2 separate regions of the Sus scrofa genome follow, and region 2 is linked to region 1. A link is a contact called in public HiChIP or PLAC-seq data. All regions are on one chromosome and are shown on one strand. The core of a region is the stretch at or near the end of the contact, and the rest is flanking DNA. Distances in the headings are between cores, read along the strand shown. Region 1 holds the start of LOC102163456 (merozoite surface protein CMZ-8-like). Region 2 has its middle 18 kb from the start of POLM.

Evidence for each region. HiChIP or PLAC-seq counts read pairs in DNA pulled down with a chosen protein or histone mark.
Region 2: a contact with region 1 is called in an H3K27ac HiChIP or PLAC-seq map of skeletal muscle. The contact joins the enhancer-like site here to the promoter of LOC102163456 in region 1. A contact is called at or near these places in 1 of 5 promoter capture datasets (liver), 4 of 47 Hi-C or Micro-C datasets (embryonic fibroblasts, epiblast stem cells, retroperitoneal adipose tissue and 1 more) and 2 of 2 datasets of contacts at active chromatin or transcription factors (alveolar macrophages and skeletal muscle).

What each region holds. Positions count from the first base shown.
Region 1 is chr18:51,056,738-51,062,919 of Sscrofa11.1, forward strand. It overlaps LOC102163456 (merozoite surface protein CMZ-8-like), which reads right to left and starts at 2,208. Exons shown (of 2, transcript XM_021078660.1): 1 at 2,102-2,208; 2 at 1-188. The coding sequence starts at 2,133. It overlaps AEBP1 (adipocyte enhancer-binding protein 1), which reads right to left and starts at 52. Exons shown (of 21, transcript XM_003134886.4): 1 at 1-52.
Region 2 is chr18:51,092,857-51,099,038 of Sscrofa11.1, forward strand. It overlaps the pseudogene LOC110257529. Among named protein-coding and RNA genes, the nearest start is that of POLM, 18 kb to the left of the region's middle. Within about 2 kb of position 3,230, at least 32 of the 83 cell types and tissues checked have an H3K27ac peak or open chromatin away from gene starts, as enhancers often do. A contact at or near this core is called in retroperitoneal adipose tissue and skeletal muscle, where this site is marked.

The sequences.
Region 1 (6,182 bases), core at 958-3,457:
TCCCCCCACCCCCGGGGAAGGAGGAGGAGGAGGAGGAGGAGGAGCCGGGCGTGGACGGAGGGGCTGCGGGGCTGCTGAGCTGTCCCGGCGGCGCCGCGCGCTTGGCATTTCCCGAAGTGGGAACTGCGGGCGGTGTCCCCGGGCTGGCGGGGGCGGGGGCGGGGGGGTGGTCGCCTGGGAAGGAAGGCCTGTAGGAGGGAGGGTGGGAGAGGATGCAGGGGGACCCCAAAGCGTGGGTCTCAGCGCCCCCACGCCCCTGTCTCACTCACTCTGTGGCACGCTCCCAAGCCCGACGGCAACCTGGAGGCGACCAGGGAACCCTGAGAGCAGAGCCAAGCCAGGGACGGTGGCCTTGGGGACCATCCCCATCTCAGAAGGACCTTGAGGGCCAACCCATGCTTTCCTCTCTCTGGAGCCTTGCCCTGGCAGCTCGGCAGTCACCAGCCATCCTTCAGGCAACCAGCTAACCTCTGAGGTCCATGAAGAGCCCGGGGCCCTGTGTTGGCCCCAGGGAGGGACCACATTTTGGGAATTCACTGTCTAGTAAGGGGCAGGTGCACAGCTGGTCTCACTCAGGGCAGGAGACCCCCACACCCGCAAGGTCCTGATGCACAAGGCCAGGTTTGGAGCGGGGTCAGCGTTGGAGCAGGGAGGGAGGGGATTTCATGTTTTATCAACTGGTATGTGTCATTCATAGGAATGGACTGTCACAAGTGGGGAGGGACTCGGCATTCACGCAGCGATTTCCGTACAAGTTCGGGGGCTTCTGGCCCACCCCTGTGCTCCCAGCAGCAGGAGAGGGGATCCCAGGTAAGATCCCCAGCAAGGAGATGGTGGGCAGCAGCCCACTTACCTGGCCTGTCTCTAGCTGGTGACATAGCCTCAGACGAAGCCAGGTCAAGTCATGGGAATATCTTAGGGGCAGTGTGTGTGTGCCCAGCTCTGTGTGGAAGATGGAGGGGCCACAAAGGCATAGGGGGTCACACAGCACCCCTGAGGACATGGATCGGCTGGGGAGAGAGGATGGGTGCCTTCAACCCAAGGAAGCTGTGTGCCGGGATCTGCTCTGGGAACGGTTTACTCCCCACCCAAACAGGAGCCACAGATGTGGGGGGGTCAGGTCCCCTCCCCTAGAGTTTCCTTTACTATTTCCCGTGATGAACATGGCTTCACCTCTAAGGCTACTGCTTTCCCACCAGCTGAGACCCCAACAAGGGCAAAGAGCCATTCCTCTCCTTCCTCTGACCAGAACCCAGTTTTTAAAAATTGTCTTTACAATAACTCCAGCTACCACATGGGCCCTGGGCACAGGGAGAGTGGGTAGTCAGAGAATCCCAGGATCGATTAGTGATGTCTGCCATGGGTGCTGGCATAGGGAGCTATGCCACGTGTGCCTGGTGTTTCCATAAGGCTTCTCGAAGGGCAAATGCTGGCTGGTTCCAAATAGGCATGACACCTAAGGCCAGAGTTCCCAGAACATTCCTCCTTGAAGGAATGAGGAAGCAAGAAAAAGCACATCTGGAGTCCACGGGCCAAGTCTGGCAGCGGTCAGTCCTGAGCCAACGTGGTCTGTGAGGGTTGGGCCCAGGTGGGAAAATCCAGGGGCCCCCGATGATGAACAGGCAGCCACCAGGGGGCGCTGTGGGGGCTGGTGGCTCACCCGGGCACAGGGGCTGGGGGTGGGGGCAGGATGCAGGGGGCTCTGTCTCCTCTCACCTCTTTCTTTCAAGGCCCTTCCTTTGCTTCTCACTGGCTCACTTGTTCATACTTAAAAGGCAGTGGGACTGTGTCAAGAGCTGGTCCCTAGAGTCCAACCGCAGCCCTGCCCTCCTGGCCATCTGATCACAGCAAGTAACCTCACGCCCTCACTGTGCAGACGAGCTGGGACTTGGCACGTGCTGTGCGGTACACAGTTTCAGCACTGATAACCCAGCTCCCAGCTCTTGTCACTTCCCTTAGGAGACCAAGTCCACCCACCTGGGCTCCCGGGGCCCACTCCCACCAGCCGGCCCCAGTCAGGCCTCCTCGTCCCTGTGCTGTCCCCGCCTGCCGTGTGTCCCCAGGCTGGTCCTGGCAGCTGCAGGATGAAGCAAGCTCTTACCCATAAATGTCCTCTGCGAGCCTCTGAATCATCGTTCTCGAAACTTTGCCTTGGAATTTGTTCTGTTGCCCCCAGTTGAGTGTGTCAAACAGGGAGCCCCAAGGCTGGGGGTGGGGGGGGTGGGGGCGGGGGCGGGGGGCGGCTGCAGAACGTCACTTCCCTGGGAACAGCTCCCGACTTCAGCTGGCTCACACATGGCTCAGATGTGGGCTCCACATCCTCTGCCAGGGAAAATAGAAGACGTACAAAAATTAAAAAAGAAAGAACGTTTTCCTCAGCCGCAGTGAGTCAACAACAAGAACATGAGCAAAGGCCCTGTGGGGGGCTGGGCCCGGGGGTCGGCCGGGCAGGGAGAGGGGCTCCTGCCCTCCTACCCTGAGGGTCTGGGCAGGTGGAGGGGAGGGGTGACCGCTCTCCATGCTGGGCCAGTATCTCCCTTCTGTGGGCAGGGCCAAGACTCCTCTCACCCGGGATGTCCCGCAGACCCAGCCTGTCCGGAGACCCCCAAACCAAACTCCCCAAGGGCAGCAGCCCAGAGCAGGAAGAGGCAGGCCAAGAGGTGGGAGGCTTGTGGCCTCCTGTGACGGCCACTCACCCTTCCCACATCCAGTGCCCACTGCCAGCGGGTGGGGCATCTGTGTCCTTGTCCAAGAGCTCTTCTGAACTAGTCTGGGAGTCTGCTGGGCATCCTGCCCCCGCCGCCCCTACTTTCCACTTCCTAAGAGGGTTCTGGGGCTCTCCCTCCCAGTGAGGTCTGCCCCAGGGGACTGGACTGGACAGGCCGAGGCAAGGGGACATCTCATTCTGGGGGACCCACCCAGAGTGGGGAAGGGGAGTTCTTGGGGGTGCCCGGCCTGGGCTGGGGTAGGGGGGCTCATCGAACTTCCCAGCAGCTTCCTGAGGGTCAGGCTGATGGAGCCCACTGAGGCAAGGGTGGAGACAGAAGGCAACAGGGCCGGTGCTCTCACCCCTGACCCGGCCTGGGTCCTGTTTCCCTCCGGGGCCAAGAGCTCACTTCGGAGGGCCGCTAAGAAGGAACCATGTGTGGAGGGGTGTCCCCACCTGGGGTCAGGAGCAAGGGCGCTGCAGAGGTTGCACTGCAGCCCGTCGGGGGAGAGTGCAGTGCAGAGGCCCTTCGGGCAAAGGGTCACACAGAGGCGCCAGGGCCACTTTGCCCCTGTCAGTCATGCCCTTAGAAGGACGGGGTTTGGGGCACCAGATGCTCCCACAATGGTGGGGGGCGGGGGTGACCAGGTGGAGCGGAAATGGGAGGAATGGGACCCGCCCACTTCCCGCTGTGGCGTGGTCAGTCCCACAGGGGTGGGGAGGGAAGACACCGCAAATAGGATGAGAAACCGCAGTCTTGGGAGTTCCCACTGTGGCTCAGCAGGTTGAGAACCCAACTAGTATCCATGAGGATGCAGGTTCGATCCCTGGCTTCGCTCAGTGGGTTAAGGATCCAGCGTTGCCGTGAGCTGTGGTGTAGGTCGCAGGCGCAGCTCAGATCCTGCGCTGCTGTGACTGTGGTGTAGGCTGGCGGCAACAGCTCTGATTGGACCCTTAGCCTGGGAGCTTACATATGCCCCAGGTGCAGCCTTAAAAGTGCAAAAAAAAAACAAGAAAAGAAGTTGCAGCCTTGCTGTAGGGTGACCTCCATGCCATGCTTGGGCCTCTCAGGGAACCCCTTCATTCTAAAAGTCGCAGCAGAATCTCTGCATCCAGGGGCACCCCATCTCAGCTTCCTGAGTCCCCAGGAAAAGATGTCTCCAGACCATCCTGCCAGGCCCGCCAGCCATGTCAGCAGGAGAGGCTGCCTCATCCACGTTGCCATGGCTGAAAGCCTGTGATCTCATCACCCTCCGCTTCCAGTCCCTCCCTGCCCCACCCCTGCCACAGCGTCGGCCCCCTCACTCTGGTCCCCTGTGATCTGTGCACATGTCTGTGGGTGTGTGTCCCTGACTGCGGCTCATTTGTTCACTGGGCAGGTCTCCACGGAGCTTTCAGCAAAGGTCCAGGCCTGAGCGCGGCCAGAGCCCCAGCAAGCATGGAAGCAGCCTTCCTCTGAAGACAATCAGACCAGAGGGAACAGGCAGTGGGCGACTGGACCCCTCAGCACAGAGGGCTCAGGGAGTGGGGGCACTGACCCCCTGGGAAGTGGAGTCCTGCCCAGTGGGAGAAAGGGAAGGGGGACCCCGGGTGGGAGCGGGGCTCTGCCCCAGGCACAGACTCCTCACATGGCCCCTGGGCCGGAAGTGTGGGCAGTGAGCAGGGCAGTGACAGTGACCAACGCTTGTGGAGCACGTGCCCCCTCTTTCTCATTTCCCCCCATGTTTCCGGAAACAGGCCCGAGGAGAAGTGAGGGATCCAGGTCACAGCATGTCAGGGGCTGCCTGTCTGTGAGGCCAGGCCGAATGCTCTTTCCATCCAGTCTACACAGCCTCTGGCGCCAGGCCTCGGGGCACCAGCTCCTCCTGCCGAGGCCCAAGCATGCCCAGGAGCCGCCCCGATGCCTCAGTCTGGGCAGAGGTGGAAACTCACCTGCCGCCAGGACCAGTGTGTCCCATTTCTAACTGGGGCAGCCACAGAGCCCTGGGACTGGGGACGGGACCGGCGGAGCCTGGGAGGCCGGGAAGAGACCCTCTGAGGCTGCCAGGGCCTCAGAGGCAGCAGCTCAGACGCGGCCCAGCTGTGGCCTAGATGAGGGCGTCTGTGGGGGCGGGTTCAGGAAGGCTCAGGGAGGCAGCTCCGCACAGCAGGGCCCAGGCTCCAGCACCAGGCCCTCCCGGGCTCCTGGAGTCCTGAGTCTGCCTCCAGGGACCAAGGGGGAAGGACCCAGGTCCATCCCATCCCTCTGTACCTCCCTTTCAGGGGAGGTCCCCTAGAAACACCCCCTGTGTGCAGTCTAGACCTCACTGGGGGATAAGGGTCACAGGAGGGTGGTTCCCCGAGTCATGGGACCTGGGGTGTCCAGACAGCGTCTAGCCATCCACGCGACTGGCAGAATGATTTTCTTGGTTTCTGCCAACTTCAAACTCATATGTGATTTTCCACAGCCCCGTGCCCCTGCCCAGCTCCCTGGGCCTGGACTGCTGAGTGAGCAGAGTTCCCCTGAATTCCTTCCACTCACCGCAGGACCCAGCCCCGGGGAGCCTGGGGGGTCACCGCAGCCGCAGGGGGGCTGAGGGGCTGAGGGGGCGGGAGGCGGGCTTCCAGCGCCTGAGTAATTCTGCAGCCGCAGACGGTGCCGAGGGCATGTGGCAGCATCATGTGACAATCAGCCGGTGTCAGAAGGGGGGTGTTCAGTTCCAAGCAGGCTCTAGTGGAAAAAAAATGTTGACCATTCCTCCCACCTTCATCTAAATTGACTCCCGATGGAGCCAAGATGCAGATGTTAAAAGAGAAACCATCAAGTAGTGAAAGAAAATACAGGAAACTGAGCCTGTAATCTTCGAGGAGAAAGTCTTTCTAAGCGGGACCTGTAGAAGAAGGGAGAATTTTGTTGTATAAAAAGCTCCAGATTTCTGTTCAAAATACCCTGAAGATGACATTTTCAAAGGTACACAAAACACTGGAAACAGATCTGCAAACCCTAGGTCAAAGAGTCAGCATTTTAGGGAGTTCTCATTGTGGCGCAGTGGAAATGAATCCGACTGGTATCCATGAGGATGCAGGTTCGATCCCTGGCCCTGCTCAGGGGTTCAGGGATCCAGCAGGGGTGGCCTTAAGAAGCAAGCAAGCAAACAAACAAACATACAGAAAGCCAAAGCAAGCATTTCAGGAGCGGGCTGTGGCCTCAGAGTCTCCCTCCCAGCCTCAGTGTCTCTCCTCTGTACAATGGGAGTTTCACCACGACCTTGCGAAAAGGGCACAAGGATTCATTTGAGACAAATCTAGAAAATCTGTGCCCGGAAACTAGTAATTCTTCAATACGGGAAGCTGTTAAAAAAGTCCTTTACACTTTTAAAGTGAATTTGACCTTGTTTCCATTTTTACAAGTGAGCCCCCGAGCCAGGCAATTCACAGACGTGGCTGATACACACATACAAAAATGTTGACCTCGCTAAAAATTATGCAAATGTAA
Region 2 (6,182 bases), core at 1,980-4,479, 37 kb after region 1:
ACAATGAATTGTGCCCATATCCATTGATTTTCTTCTATAAGGAGGGTGGTAACTGATTTAGGGACAAATGATCTGTTTCCAGAATCAGCTGTAGTATCATCAGAGATGGAGCAAATCAGAGATGTCAAAAGGTCACTGAATTCATCTGCCAGGTTACTTTGACTACTGAAAATTCTGGAATTATTTCTCCCGTTTGGGAGAAAGAAATTCTGGCACCATACTTCTCTGAGAAGTCTCAGCCTGAGGCATGGAGAGAGGTTGAGGAACTGAGGAGAAAAGAGCGTGTGACATCTCGAAGGGCCTAAATAGAATGGAACAGGTTCAGAGACAGGAGCCTCTTAAAGTTCCCGGGAGAGCCCCCCTCTCTGAACTGGTTACCCTGAGCCAGGGGCTGCTTTGTAGTAGTGAGGCTGAGCCTTGAGAGTGGCTGCAGTGTCAGCTAGGACTAGAGGTGATTCGCCCCCAATCTGGAGAAATGTTTCTCTAAGCCAGTGAAGAGGGAGGATTGAAGAACCCCTGTAGGTCCTTGGAGCCCCATCATGGAGAACTGAGAAGACATTGGCAAGGCTGGTTGGAAGGCTGAAGGTGCCTGAAGCGCTTCAGTTTATCACAACCTCTTTCCCAAAGTCCTGGCTCTTTGCAATAACAGCAGAAGCTAGGAGGGTTTGGGTTTCATTTAGGAGCCTTCATTGGCTGGATTAGAAGAGAAAGAATTTTAGCCACCCCCCCCCCCACCTATTATTTTCATTTTAAGTTTTTAATGAAAGTTCTATACAAGATTATTTTATTCCTGCATCTTTTCAATTGTTTCTTCCTTATATTTGCCTTTTCCTTTCCTGCTTGGCGAGATGTGGCATTTGTCTTTTTGTGATCCTTGTCCAGTTTTAGTCTGGTGGTCACCAACCACCCCGCGGGGGTGAATGCCCACATGGACGGTTGTGCCATGAGCCTTCTCCCACTGCACTCATTCAGTGTAGATGACGCGGTTTCTCCAGTCAGCCTGGACTTTGCCAGCCTGCTGCCCTTCGTAGTGCCCTCGTACAACCTGAACGTCATCGTCCTTTCGGATGGGCATGGATCAGACGTTGTACTTGTGTCTCAGCTCTTTGGAAAGACATAATCTTCCTGCGAATGTGGGAGGTGCATTGAAATGCCTTTTACGGTTCTTGCTTCAATCAGAGGTCACAAGGGATTGAACCTCATTTTGGCCACTGGCGCTTCAGCGGTGGCCCCGAAAGGGAAGAGCCATTTCCCTTTTAGGTGCCTCGCCTGGAGTGTGAGAGCTGTTTTGCCAGATTAATTAAACCTGGGGTGGGCGGAGTTTCCCATTTCATCCTGGTCCTTTTTTGCTAGAAGGGAAGGGTCTTGCTTCCGCCTCCTCATACACATAGAGTTAAAAGCTGTCTGGGTAGAATTAACACCTGAAGGAAGACCAGAATTTTCTTTAAAAATCTGAAATCGGTTATAATAATCATGGGCACATTCATTAAGTTTTTGTGTGGAAACCTGTATTTTGTTCCAATCAACAGGCTTTGGAAAAGCTGTAGGAATTGCCCCATGAAGTTGCCTAGCAGTTGCCTGAGCCTGATCCTATATTAAGTTAACAGGCTGGAGGCCTTTCAGGATTTCCCCAGTTAGTGGTTTTCATCCAGTGCTGGCCTGGCCTTCACCATCAAGCATAGGAACTAGCTGATAGAAGTCAGACAAACCAGTTTCTGAGTTTGAATGACTGTATTAAATTCCTCAGCACATCTGTGAGGATCTTTGGTTACTTTGGAAAAATCTTTGTCTGTGGCTCACAGTTCAGCTTTCATCCAGGGGATATACAAAATTAAGGTTTTAGTTTCTTTAGGATCCTCAGAAGGCTTAAATTTAAAGAGACAGGCTCTGATAGGTTCAGAGGAAAAGTGGGGAGAGTTTGAGAGAAAAAAGGAAATTCAGAGAGAGGATTAGTGTAGGGGAACTGGGGGCTCTAGAGCAGGTGTAGGTGGGGTGGGGTAGAAGAGGGAGATGGCCCAGAGGTGGGCATCAGCACGTGGGGCTCAGGGAAAGACAGGATGGTGTGGGAGGCGAACCGGAGACAAGCTGAGGAGGAAGAGCCTGAGGCTCTGGGAACCACATCATCTTTTAAGTCATTTGTTTGCCCCAGTCTCCAAGTCTTATTTTGCATAAAATCAATTTTAGGCTGCTGATCATGTTTGGAAGCCTCAAGCTACCAATCCAAATAGGCATTCCATTCAGTTAGGGAAATTTTAGGGCTCTGGTTGTCCACTTTGGTCTTAAGAAAAATAGGTTTGAACAGTTAAAAAATTCCCCATCATGGCCATTGACATGCTAAATTGCCTTTGGTTAGGCTGGTCCATTTGGTTAGAAATTCTCAGAAGGAATGACTGCAGTTTTTCAACATAATATCGGCCAGAGTCCCTGTGGTGGGGAGGTGCCCTCAAAATATTTAGGTAACTGGGATCTCATTTCTCAGAGGTCTTTCTCTAAGAGAATTTTTAAAAAGCCTAAACAGCTCAAGCAGCTTACAGCTTAAACAGCTTATAGCTCAAACAGTTCAAATATCTCAAACAGCCTGCTGGCCTAACACCAGCCAGTTCTAAAGGAACAGGTTGGTCCTAGCAGAGCCAGCAGATGGCATCTCAGCAGTGTTCCCATAGAACAACCCCTATTCCAAAGGAATGGCCTGAAGGCTGAACTGGCACAGTTCCAATGAAATATAGCCTCTGTTCCCAAAGGAATGGGCTGAAGGCTAGCCGGCTCCAATTGGAGCAGTCTGATTTCAAAATGAGACTGAAATTCCAAATGAGTACTCAAGTACAGAACAGGGCCTTAACCAGAAAGGATAAAAAATAGATCCCAGCTAAAGCTTGGGAGATGCCAGCTAAAGCTTGGAGAGATTCAAAATGCAGAGGGTGGAGGCTCAGACCCAGGAGAAAGAAATACTTTTGAATTCCAGGATCAATGAGGAAATCAGTGAGCAGCAGTGGCCTTTCATGCGCACTGCACCTGTTCACTTACCAGCCTGTTGGGGGTCTCCTCTGGATCCCTGTGCAAGTCACCAAAGTGTTGGAATAAAAAAACTGCCAGTTATTTCTTCCACAAAAATGGGTTTATTTGAGATCAGCAGAGAACTGCAATTCACAGTCTGCCATCATGGCGAGCCACATGCAAGTCCCCACGTGGCAAGGGAAGCAGGGGGCAGGGGGACCGTAGGACACAGAGTCCACGTTTTTTTCATTGGCTGAGTTGTTGCCAGGATAGAGAATGTTTCTTCTTCCTGTTGGGCTCTGCTGTGGCTGCAGGGCATAAGAGCTCCCCCTTCTGGTCTCCCCACTCTTAATTGAGTGTTTTGTTTATTAACTTTTTACAGAGCTCTCCTAGCTCTGTGGTCCTGGGCCAGAGGTCTCTGGCTCCTCTCCTGTGAGTAAGAACTGAATGGAGCTTTGTTTCTGGGCTTGTTACTGAGCCTGGGTAGATGGCAAGGGCTTTGCACAATATGTCCAATTCGACTTCTAGCCCTGGGGTCTCTGAGCTCAGAGGTGGAGTCTGGGTCTTGCCTGCTAGGAGTCTTTGCGGGGGCACTAAAGGGTGTTCCAGGGGCATCTGGAGCCAGAGGTAGCCGAGGAGTAGGGAGGTGGGAGAAAGAGGACCTCCAGTGCTGACCTACCACCTCCTGCTGGGTTAGGCCCACATCTCCCAACCAGACTGCCTGTCTCTGCCTTTTTGCCTTTAAGTCTGGTTTCAAAAGTCTGAAAAGCAGGTCACATGGTATCTGTCACTCCTGGCTCAAAGCCATCCAGCAGTTCCCCACACCTCAGTAAAGCCAAAGTCCTCACCATGGCCCCCAGGGCCCTAGCATTTCTGTTTTCACCCATGCCCCCACTGGCCTTAGCTCCTACACTGCCCACCCTGAACCCCGCCCCAAACCCTACTGCCCTGTGATAAGCCGGGTGCATACCTTCGTCACTGCTCTCCCACTTGAACTGTCCCAGATACCCTCACCCTCCTCCTGAGTGGGGCTGGCTGCATGGTATCCTCTGCTCCTCAAATCTCCAGGTGTGCTCTCGCCTTAGGGCATTTGGCTTTGCTGTACCATCCACCAAAGTTACTCTTCCCACTCGAAAATTTCTTTGTCAGGTGTGGACTTTCCTGGCCAATCGCCACATAAAAACTGTATTTTTAAAATTAACACACAGTAGAATGGACTCTTCTGGTGCACAGGTTTATCACACCTTTAGGCCCATTCATCTCCATCAAAATCAGGACAGCTGCTCATCTGTTTTATTGTGATCATAAGCTCTCCCATTACAAATCCATGCATCTGATATTTCAGTGTCCCTAGAGTTTTGCCTTCTCCAAGTGTCATATAAGTGGAGCCAGACCATACGTAACCTTTTGAGTCTGGTCTCTCTTATTCAGCGTAATGCCTTTGAGATTCATCTGTTCTTCTTTCTTTTTGCATAATATTCTGTGCCATGGATAGTCCACAGTTTCCCATTCACCTATTGAACATTTGAATTGTTTCCAGGTTTTAGTGGTTATGAATAGAACAAGTGTATACAGGTTTTTGTGTGAACATAGCTTTTCATTTCTCTTGGGTAAGTAATAAGATATAGCATTACCATGTTATATGGTAAGTGTATGTTTAACTTTATAAGCGAGTGCCATGTTGTTTTCCCTTGGGCCCGTATCACTTTGCAGTGCGCTAGTGAGGAAAGCCACACGTGTGAATTAGACATTCACCAGTCACCAGGTGCTCTGTATCCTTGCCAACACTTATATTCTCAGTATTTAACTACTCTATGGTGTATAGCAGTGGCTCACTGTGGTTTTAATTTGCATTCCCTGAGTATCTACAGTGTTGACCGGCTTTTCACTGGCTAACTAACCATCTATATATTCTCTCTGGTAAAGTGTCTGCTCAGATTTTTGGCTTACTTTAAAAAAATTGAATTGCTGGTTTTCTTACTGTTGAATTTTGAGTTCTTTATGCATACTGTATGTAAGTCCTTTGTTAGTTATATGATTGGTAAATATTTTCTCCCAGTTTGTAGATTATCTTTTCCTTCTCTTACCAGTGTATTTTTCAGAGCAGATCTTTTAAATTTTGATGAAGTCCAGTTTACCAGTTTTTTTTTTTTTTCCTCATGCTTTTGGGCCACGTCTCTGGCCCCAAGTGACCCCAGTTGCAAACATTTTTGTCTATTTTCTTCTAAGCAAATGTTTACATTTGACTATTTTCTTCTAGAGGTTACATTTAGGCCTATAATTCATTTCAAATTAATTTTTGTTTAAAGCGTGAGGTTTAGGTCGAAGTTCATTGATTTGTGTATGGATGTCCAATTTTTTCTGGCACCGTTTGTTGAAAAAACCATCCTTTTTCTACTTCATTGCCTTTGGGCCTTTGTGAAAAATCAATTTTCTATTTTTATGTGGAACCATCTCTGGACTCTATTCCATTTACCTCTGTGTTTATTCCTTCAAAAATACCATTTAGGAGTTCCTCTTATGGCTCAGTAGTTAAGATCCTCACATAGTGTCCTGACGATGCAGGCTTGATCCCTGGCCTCGCCCAGTGGGTTAAGGAACTGGTGTTGCTGCGAGCTGTGGCGTAGGTCACAGATGTGGCTCGGATCTGGCACGGCTGTGGCTGTGGCTTAGGCTCCAGCTCCAGCTCGACCCCTAGCCCAGAAACTTCCATATGCCGCAGGTGTGCCCCTAAAAAGAAAAAAAGGTACTATTTAAAGTTGATTAACTTGAATTTTAGAGTAATGCTTAATGTCAGATAGTGTGAGCCCTCTAACTTTGTTCTTTTTAAAATTGTTTTGACTATTCTGTTTCCTTTGACTTTCCAAAGAAATTTTAGAATCAGCTTGTTTTTATTTATTAAGTAATTTTTTGAGATCTTGATTGGAATTGCACTGAACCTTTAGGACAATTTGGGGAAACATCTTTGGCTTTCTTTGGTTTCTTGCTAGTTTAGTAGGTTTTCAACATATAAACCCAGTACTTGTTTTATTACCTTTATACATACATATTTCATTATCTGGAGCTATTATAAAATTGTGTTTCCTTTTCCAGTTGTTTCTTGCTAGCACATAAAAATCAATTGATTTTTCATGTGATGACCTTGAAACCTTGCAGAACTCACTTTTAGTTTTAAAAGATTTTTGGTA